3 separate regions of the Pan troglodytes genome follow, and regions 2 and 3 are each linked to region 1. The links are chromatin contacts, called in public Hi-C maps. All regions are on one chromosome and are shown on one strand. The core of a region is the stretch at or near the end of the contact, and the rest is flanking DNA. Distances in the headings are between cores, read along the strand shown. Region 1 overlaps PLCG1 (phospholipase C gamma 1). Region 2 has its middle 11 kb from the start of LPIN3. Region 3 overlaps LPIN3 (lipin 3).

What was found. Hi-C and Micro-C count contacts between places; a contact is called where the count stands out from the background.
Region 2: a contact with region 1 is called in a Hi-C map of stem cell-derived neural progenitor cells, with 3 times the contacts expected there. The contact joins two enhancer-like sites. A contact is called at or near these places in 4 of 7 Hi-C or Micro-C datasets (blood, induced pluripotent stem cells and stem cell-derived neural progenitor cells), 1 of 1 datasets of contacts at active chromatin or transcription factors (stem cell-derived excitatory neurons) and 1 of 1 other capture datasets (stem cell-derived neural stem cells).
Region 3: a Hi-C map of induced pluripotent stem cells shows a contact between it and region 1, with 1.9 times the contacts expected there. The contact joins two enhancer-like sites. A contact is called at or near these places in 2 of 7 Hi-C or Micro-C datasets (induced pluripotent stem cells and a lymphoblastoid cell line).

The regions. Positions count from the first base shown.
Region 1 is chr21:47,439,336-47,442,226 of NHGRI_mPanTro3-v2.0_pri, forward strand. It overlaps PLCG1 (phospholipase C gamma 1), which reads left to right. Exons shown (of 33, transcript XM_054674891.2): 26 at 456-552; 27 at 684-908; 28 at 992-1,140; 29 at 1,681-1,795; 30 at 1,913-2,074; 31 at 2,184-2,272; 32 at 2,385-2,572; 33 at 2,728-2,891. The coding sequence ends at 2,770. Among named protein-coding and RNA genes, the nearest start is that of PLCG1, 37 kb to the left of the region's middle. Within about 2 kb of position 1,571, at least 9 of the 24 cell types and tissues checked have an H3K27ac peak or open chromatin away from gene starts, as enhancers often do. A contact at or near this core is called in induced pluripotent stem cells, stem cell-derived neural progenitor cells and stem cell-derived neural stem cells, where this site is marked.
Region 2 is chr21:47,597,158-47,600,058 of NHGRI_mPanTro3-v2.0_pri, forward strand. It overlaps the pseudogene LOC100609032. Among named protein-coding and RNA genes, the nearest start is that of LPIN3, 11 kb to the right of the region's middle. Within about 2 kb of position 1,269, at least 7 of the 24 cell types and tissues checked have an H3K27ac peak or open chromatin away from gene starts, as enhancers often do. A contact at or near this core is called in stem cell-derived neural progenitor cells and stem cell-derived neural stem cells, where this site is marked.
Region 3 is chr21:47,619,483-47,622,326 of NHGRI_mPanTro3-v2.0_pri, forward strand. It overlaps LPIN3 (lipin 3), which reads left to right. Exons shown (of 21, transcript XR_010154026.1): 8 at 1,022-1,121; 9 at 1,258-1,418; 10 at 1,804-1,897; 11 at 1,996-2,065. Among named protein-coding and RNA genes, the nearest start is that of LPIN3, 11 kb to the left of the region's middle. Within about 2 kb of position 1,514, at least 1 of the 24 cell types and tissues checked has an H3K27ac peak or open chromatin away from gene starts, as enhancers often do. A contact at or near this core is called in induced pluripotent stem cells, where this site is marked.

The DNA of each region.
Region 1 (2,891 bases), core at 321-2,820:
GTGAGGATCATCCTTAGGACACAGATGGAAACCAAGCCAGGGGCCTGTATCCCCAGTGCAGTCACAGGTAACACAGAAGAATCATTTTTACCCCAGGATGAGGCTGGGTAATAAATGGCCAGAAAGTGTCATTTGGGAGTGTGGCCAATTCCAGGATCCCTGGAAGGTCACTGGGAACATTGGTGGTGATGAGGAGTCTGTATCCCCCACCCCCCCTAAGAGGGTTGGAGGGCAAATGTGTCCTCTGGGACAGAAAAGAGGAAAGATGATTTCAGGATGAGGCTGAGGCCAGAGCTCTCTCATTTACTGTTGGGTGTGGTGTCTGGAAGGTACAGGGGAAGGTGGGAGAGGGGCCCAGAGCACCTGCAGTATGGGCATGCCCAAGGTTGGCAGGGGCTTCCTTCTCCTGGGCAGGGCTGTAGCCTGGGGCTACAGGGCCTTGTGTGTGTCACCAGCTCACTGAAGGGAAGATAATGGAACGGAGGAAGAAGATTGCCCTGGAGCTCTCTGAACTTGTCGTCTACTGCCGGCCTGTTCCCTTCGATGAAGAGAGTAAGGGCCAGGGCCCAGGCGGGGTGTGCATGTGCCTGGAGGGCCTGGTGGGTGCAAAAAGAGTATTTAGGTATCCCCCCAACACTTCCTGGGTGGGCGGGCTCTGTAAGTGTTTTCCCTGTTTGGCCCAGAGATTGGCACAGAACGTGCTTGCTACCGGGACATGTCATCCTTCCCGGAAACCAAGGCTGAGAAATACGTGAACAAGGCCAAAGGCAAGAAGTTCCTTCAGTACAATCGACTGCAGCTCTCCCGCATCTACCCCAAGGGCCAGCGACTGGATTCCTCCAACTACGATCCTTTGCCCATGTGGATCTGTGGCAGTCAGCTTGTGGCCCTCAACTTCCAGACCCCTGGTGAGGAAGTCCCCTGTGAGGAGGGTGGGGAGGGGCACTGTGGGGCAGCTGGACTGGAATACACCATAATCTGCCTCTTCCAGACAAGCCTATGCAGATGAACCAGGCCCTCTTCATGACGGGCAGGCACTGTGGCTACGTGCTGCAGCCAAGCACCATGCGGGATGAGGCCTTCGACCCCTTTGACAAGAGCAGCCTCCGCGGGCTGGAGCCATGTGCCATCTCTATTGAGGTGGGTGCTGCTCATCTGGGCTTCAGGGTAGGAAAGGGGCTGCTTGCCGTTGGAGTCTGTTTATGTTGAGTTCTCCAAAAGTAGGTATTTTCAGGCATCAAGGTGGTCAGGGTGGGTGGGGCCTGAGCTGAGTCTTTGAAGGGGTGAAGATAGCATGCAGTCACTATGCATCTAGGACGTGCAGAGCCATGGTGTGACTTGTTCTGATGACTTGTTTTGTTCTGATGAGATCTTTTTTTTCCCTAAGGGGAGGTCATTTAAAAGATTTCTGTGTTAAAATAGTAATGGATTTAACATGAAGTAGATTGCAAAACTCACATGGAAATTTTGGCTAAAGCTCAGACTTCAGATAAACTACAGGCAGCAGCTGCTCTGGACAGCTTAGGGTCCCTGATGTTGTGAGGGACTCCATGGGCAGTGTCCCGGGGGCCCAGCAGAGGGCGCGCTGCCTCCACTCCACAGATGCTGCCTGAGCCTCCGCAGTGGGGGATTGGAGGGAGCAGGAGGGACAATCCCAGGCCCTTCTTTGTCTGCCTACAGGTGCTGGGGGCCCGACATCTGCCAAAGAATGGCCGAGGCATTGTGTGTCCTTTTGTGGAGATTGAGGTGGCTGGAGCTGAGTATGACAGCACCAAGCAGAAGACAGAGTTTGTGGGTCAGTCTGTCTTCCCAGTCATCCTCCTCATCCTGCTGGGGCACTGCAAGCCTCTCCCCACCAGTCATCCCATCCTCTCCCAGGGTGACCTGAAGCCTTTTGTCGTTGCCTTCACAGTGGACAATGGACTCAACCCTGTATGGCCAGCCAAGCCCTTCCACTTCCAGATCAGTAACCCTGAATTTGCCTTTCTGCGCTTCGTGGTGTATGAGGAAGACATGTTTAGTGACCAGAATTTCCTGGCTCAGGCTACTTTCCCAGTAAAAGGCCTGAAGACAGGTGAGGACCATTCCTGGAGGCAGTGCCCCTGCAATCTTGCTGGCAGGGTGGGGCTGGGCCCCTTGCTCTGTCCCTCGTGGGCTGAGGGCCAGGCTTTTCCTCCTCCTAGGATACAGAGCAGTGCCTTTGAAGAATAACTACAGTGAGGACCTGGAGTTGGCCTCCCTGCTGATCAAGATTGACATTTTCCCTGCCAAGGTATCTGCAGCAGGGGTGGGCTGGCCTGGGGTAGGTGGGAGGAGAGCCAGGCAGCAGCCTCCAGAAGTGCAGAGGAGTCATTGACCCTCTTGTGCACCTGGCTTCGTTGAAGCAGGAGAATGGTGACCTCAGTCCCTTCAGTGGTACGTCCCTGCGGGAGCGGGGCTCAGATGCCACAGGCCAGCTGTTTCACGGCCGAGCCCGGGAAGGCTCCTTTGAATCCCGCTACCAGCAGCCGTTTGAGGACTTCCGCATCTCCCAGGAGCATCTCGCAGACCATTTTGACAGTCGAGAACGAAGGTGAGGAAGATGGAGGGGTGCTAGAGCCAGGAAGGCAGTGGCTAGGTCCTCCTTCTTCAGTGTTTCTTTCTCCTGGGTAGAAAAGTTGTAATATTGTCTGGCATTGGGCTGCAAGGCCCTGCCTGCCAGTAAGGACACTCTTCCCTTCTGTCCAGGGCCCCAAGAAGGACTCGGGTCAATGGAGACAACCGCCTCTAGTTGTACCCCAGCCTCGTTGGAGAGCAGCAGGTGCTGTGCGCCTTGTAGAATGCCGCGAACTGGGTTCTTTGGAAGCAGCCCCCTGTGGCGGCCTTCCGGGTCTCGCAGCCTGAAGCCTGGA
Region 2 (2,901 bases), core at 19-2,518, 160 kb after region 1:
TAGCCAGGATGGTCTCGATCTCCTGACCTTGTGATCCGCCCGCCTCGGCCTCCCGAAGTGCTGGGATTACAGGCATGAGCCACTGCGCCTGGCCTAGATATGTGTTTTATTATACATCAATTATACCTCAGTAAAACTGAAAAAAGGTTGTGTTTTAAATCTCTCCCCACCTTTTTTTTTTTTTTTTTTTTTTTTTGGCATGACAGGGTCTCACTCCTCTGCCCAGACTGGAGCACAGTAGTGTGATCATAGCTCACTGCAGCTTCCAACTCTTGGGCTCAAGCAATCCTCTTGCCTCAGCCTCCAGAGTAGCTAGGACTACAGGCATGCACCACCATAGCCAGATAATTAAACAAATTTTTTTTGTACAGACAGCCTCTTGCTTTGTTGCCCAGGTTGATCTCAAAATCCTGGCTTCAAGCAGCCCTCCCTCCTTGACCTCCTGAAATGTTGGGATTACAGGCATGAGCCACCACGCCTGGCCTTGTGTTTTAAATCTTTTACTGTTTTCTTCCACTTAACACTATAAATTCCATCCATGCTGTTTTATGTCTATTTCATGTAGAATTCCAAGGTATGTATCCACAACATTTTACTAACTCATCCCCTAGTTCCTTTGCCTCTAGTTCCTGTATGCCATTAACACTGTAACAAATAACCTCCTGCTTGTCTTCTTGTGGATCTGAGCAAACTTTCTTCAAGATGTATTTCCAGGCTGCTACACTACTGAGCCCTATGCATACTTAATTTTACTCAGAACTACTGGCTTATTTTATAGAAGGGCTGAGCAAGTTTATATTCCCACCAGTCCAATCTCTTCACGTGGGTTTCTGACCCTTCGCGTTGCAGTAACACTGAGACGATGGATGTTGATTCCTGGTGCCCCGATTCAATTTGAAATTGACTTCATGGTCACCGACAAATTATTCTTCAGGTTGTGGCAGGGCTGAGGCCATTTCCTAGTGACTTAACAGATGGAATTTGTTCTCTATTTTCACTTGCTTTTTAAATGTTTTCGGGGAGGGGTGCCTGTTAGAGACAGGAGCACTACAGACTGTCTTCCCTAGGCACTCCCTGGCAGCCTTCTAAGTCCCTAACTACATGGAGAAACTGCCTTGGGTCAGTGTTTTAAGCTGCAAGGAATGTTGTGACTCAGCTAGTCGTTCAGGGACACCTCGATGAACAAGGCCACGGGAAGGAAGTCATTACACAGAGAGCTGGACTGTAAAAACCAAAAATACTCTACACACCAAACTCTAGAGCAGTGCAGCAGTACATCCCATGACTCAACGGGACAGCTTCTGCCACGTGGCACACAGCTCCGGATATGTGGTGCGCAGCCCTCACTCGCAGCTCTGCTGCCGCTCTGAGCTGCTTGGAAAGTTGATGGGGTGGGGAAATCTGTGACTGTATTCTCTCTCCACCCCCTCCACTCTGACCATTGCTCCTCTCATCAGCTCCCCCTCTTCCTACTCCTTCTTTAACCCTCTTGCCCTGCAAAAACAAAAACAGCTGGAATTTAGTATTTCACACATGCTGGCAATTTAGTGGGGACACATGGAGGTCAAAACGCTGGCACTCTAGGAAGACCCTACTGATCAGGCAGACACTGGGCAACAGGTCATATCACCTGGGACAGGGTCAAGAGTACTGGGCAAAGAGGCAGCCCCAAGGAACGGAGACTTCAAAGTACAGGCAAAACCTTTAAAGATGTGGACATTCACTCACTAATCTTTATCAGAGACCTACTATGTGCCAGATGCTTTTTGTTTGTTTTTTTGAGACGGAGTCTCATTCACTGGAGTGCTGTAGCACCATCTCGGCACACTGCAACCTCCACCTCCAGTTCAAGCAATTCTCCCGCCTCAGCCTCCCCAGTAGCTGGGATTACAGGCATGCACCACCACACCTGGCTAATTTTTGTATTTTTGGTACAGACAGGGTTTCACCATCTTGGCCTGGCTGGTCTTGAACTCCTAGCCTCGAGTGATCCACCCGTGTTGGCCTCCCAAACTGTTGGGATTACAGGCGTGAGCCACCGTGCCCGGCCCCAGACTGTTCTTAGGAACTGTCAGTGAAGACAGATCAGATGTCTTGTCCTCACGGGGCCTGCATTCTTTTGGAGGGAGACACACACATACCAGACATCCTCAAGAAGTAAATTAGCACTCAAGGAAGTTGTTAGGGCTACTGGAAAAGATTAGAGCACAGAGAGGTGTCTGGGCATGGTCAGGGTAGACTTCATGGACATTGGTGTGGTCTTGAGGTTAGTGAGGGAGCCAGCCAGGTAGGCATCTAGGGAAAGAAACTTCTGGGCAGAGGAAACAGCCAGTGTGCTTTTTTTTTTTTTTTTTTAAAGAGAGAGTCTTACGCTGTCACTCAGGCTGGTGTGCAGTGGTGTAATCACAGCTCTGCAACCTTGAAATCCTGGGCTCAAGCGATCCTCCCATCTCAGCCTCCCAAAGTGTTGGGATTAAAGACATGAACCACTGCATCTGACCAAGTATACTTTAAGTGTACTCAATAATTGGTTTCCTTTTCCTCATCTATAACAACAGTTTCTACCTTTTGTCCAGCTCCTGAGAGCCTTGAGTTCTAATCACAACAGCACCTCACTCCCAGTGGCAGCCCTTCCATGCAGCCTCCCCTCTCTAGCCCCACTCTGCCTGTTAGCATCTGCAGCCATGGTGCAGGCCTAGTACATGGATGAGTTCCCAGACTGCTGGAGGCAGCCCCACCACCCCGAGCCCCTGGCCACCCAGTGGGCCAGAAACAGCCATGCTGGCTCAGGGTGTACTACTAAAGCTGGACACTGACAAATAAGAGAATGATCCAGAATTAGAAAAGACTCAAAGAGAGAGAAGCTACTCCTGGATAGACATAATAACCATATGTAAAGAT
Region 3 (2,844 bases), core at 264-2,763, 180 kb after region 1:
GGAAGACGGCCGGGATAGGAAGTTGGGGAGATGAGCAGACTCAGATGGCTCCAGCTCACAAGCTCAGGTTTATCTAAAAGTGCTAGGAAAGCACGAGACCTGTGCTGTCCAAATCAGTAGCCACTGGCTATATGTGGCTATTTAAAATCAAATTAGGGACAGCATGGTGGCTCATGCCTGTAATCCCAGCACTTTGGAAGGCTGAGGTGGGAAGATTGCTTGAGGAGTTCAAGATCAAGCCTGGGCAATGTAGTGAGAACCCATCTCTACAAAAAAAAAAAAAAAAATTTTTTTTTAACTAGCCAGGCACGGTGGCATGTGCCTGTAGTCCCAACTACTGAGGAGGCTGAGGCAGGAGGGTCACTTGAACCCAGGAGTTCAAGGCTGCAGCGAGCTATGATCATGTGATCACACCACTGCACTCCAGCCTGGGTGACAGATAAATAAAAATTAAAAATTAAAATTAAATTAAATTAATTGCAATTAAAATATAAAATTCCATTTTTTTTTTTTTTGAGATGGAGTCTCGCTCTGTCACCCAGGCTGGAGTGCAGTGGTGCGACCTCGGCTCACTGCAACCTCTGCCTCCCGGGTTCAAGTGATTCTCCTTCCTCAGCCTCCTGAGTAGCTGGGACTACAGGCACATGTCACCACGCCCAGCTAATTTTTGTATTTTTAGTAGAAATGGGGTTTCACCATGTTGGCCAGGATGGTCTCGATCCCCTGACTTTGTGATCCACCCGCCTCAGCCTCCCAAAGTGCTGGGATTACAGGTGTGAGCCACCACGCCCAGCCTAGAATTCCATTTCTCTGTCACACTGTGATCACATTTTAAGTGTGCTCAATAGCCACATGTGGCTAGCAGCTAATATATCAGACAGTGCAGACATGGGACATTTGTATCACTGCAGAAGGTTCTGCTGGGCAGCACTGCCTTAGAGAATTCAGAGTCAGAGGGCACTTACTGTCCACACTGCTGAGCACATGTCAGCTCTACAGATATCCTCTCTTCAACTCTCAGGCTCCCCAAAGAGAAGCCAGCACCTGGGCCCCAGTGACATCTACCTGGATGACTTGCCCTCCCTGGACTCTGAGAATGCAGCGCTTTACTTCCCCCAAAGGTGCCTGGGTTCTGGATGCCAGGGTGTCTTGGGTCTGGGCTCCTGGGGCCAAGGGTCCACTATCAAGGGCCTGTGAGGAGGTAGGACCCATCTCCCGCCCACCTCGTATTGTCATTGTTGGCCCCTTTGCCTGCAGTGACTCTGGGCTGGGGGCCAGAAGATGGAGTGAACCCAGCAGTCAGAAGTCCCTGAGGGACCCCAACCCTGAACATGAACCTGAACCCACTCTGGACACAGTGGATACAATAGCACTGTCCCTCTGTGGTGGACTGGCTGACAGCCGGGACATCTCCCTAGGTATGTTCGACTATGGCCAAGCCCTTTTGAGGGCTGGTGCTGAGCCCAGAGGATGGGGCGGGCAGGGAAGACCGTGAGGGTGGGGCAGTAGAGGTGAGAGGCTGGGCTTCCCTGCAGCTCTCTGCCCTGTGCAGCCCACACTCCGCCAGCAGGGGCTGGACCTTCCCAAGTCCCCATGAAGCAAAATGCTTGACGCTAAGTTGTGAGTTATCCTGTGAATCCTGGGGTGGGAACAGGTTTAAAAACCACAGGTAGGGAGGAGCACTGCCAGGTTACAAAGCCAACCGACAGGAGGTGAGCAGCAGAGTGGGGAGCACCAGGGGGCTGGGGCAGCGGGTCACATGGAATGTGCCAGCCTCACCCCTCACTCTGCCTCTGTGCCCAGAGAAATTCAACCAGCACAGCGTCTCTTACCAGGACCTCACCAAAAACCCCGGACTTTTGGATGACCCAAACCTAGTGGTGAAAATCAATGGAAAGTAAGTCCCAGAGCTGGGGCTGCTGGCAGCCGGAGAGTCATTTCCCTCTGCACAACCCTGCAGCTGCTGCAGCCTGATGCCCTGTTCTGTCTCTCTAGGCATTATAACTGGGCTGTGGCTGCCCCCATGATCCTCTCCCTGCAAGCCTTCCAGAAAAACTTGCCCAAGGTAATGGTTAGAGCACCACTGCCCCTGCTGGGGAAGGTAGCCATAGACTCAGGGCACGGAGACCCTTGGCAAGGAAGTGAAGGGTGAGCAGAGATGGGCCTGGGAGCCAGGGGCTAGCTGGCTGCAAGACTCACTCTGGGAGAGGCGACACAGGTCCCTGAAGCCTTGCCTCACCCTTCCCTGGTTTCCTGGCCATGGCTGAATCCTGTTGTATTTAAACTTGACTTCAGAGGAGCTCAGGACAAACCAGAGGGGAAGAAAAATCCAACAGATGCTTAAACAAGGACATGTCTTTAGCAGGAGGCCTTTGCATCTGAAATATGGGGAAGCCTTTGGATCTGAAATACGGGGTTTGGGAAATGGAAGTTGCACCCTTCACCTTGCCTGAAGACTATTCCTCCAGGCTGGGCTGAAGGGTGCTTACTTTCTTTATCTGCACACATTTCTTGAGTACCTACTATGTCCCAGGCCTAGGCTGGGGACAGTCATGAATAAACGAAACAAAATTATCCCTGCTCTCAAAGGAAGACGAAGTTAACCAAAGACTCATCCAGATGAATATAATTCAGTCCTGAGCACTGGGAAGGACGGGTGTGCAGTGCTTGCAGAGCCCATGGCAAGGGGGTTTGATAAGCAAGTGCCCGCTGTGCAGAGATTGAAGGATGGGTGGGCCTTGAGCTGGCCAGGGGTGGGGAACAGCATGTATGAAGCCCAGAGGGGGAAAGGAATGACGGTATGCCTAGCCTCTTTACTCTTCCCAGAACCTCTTCCCTGGTCTT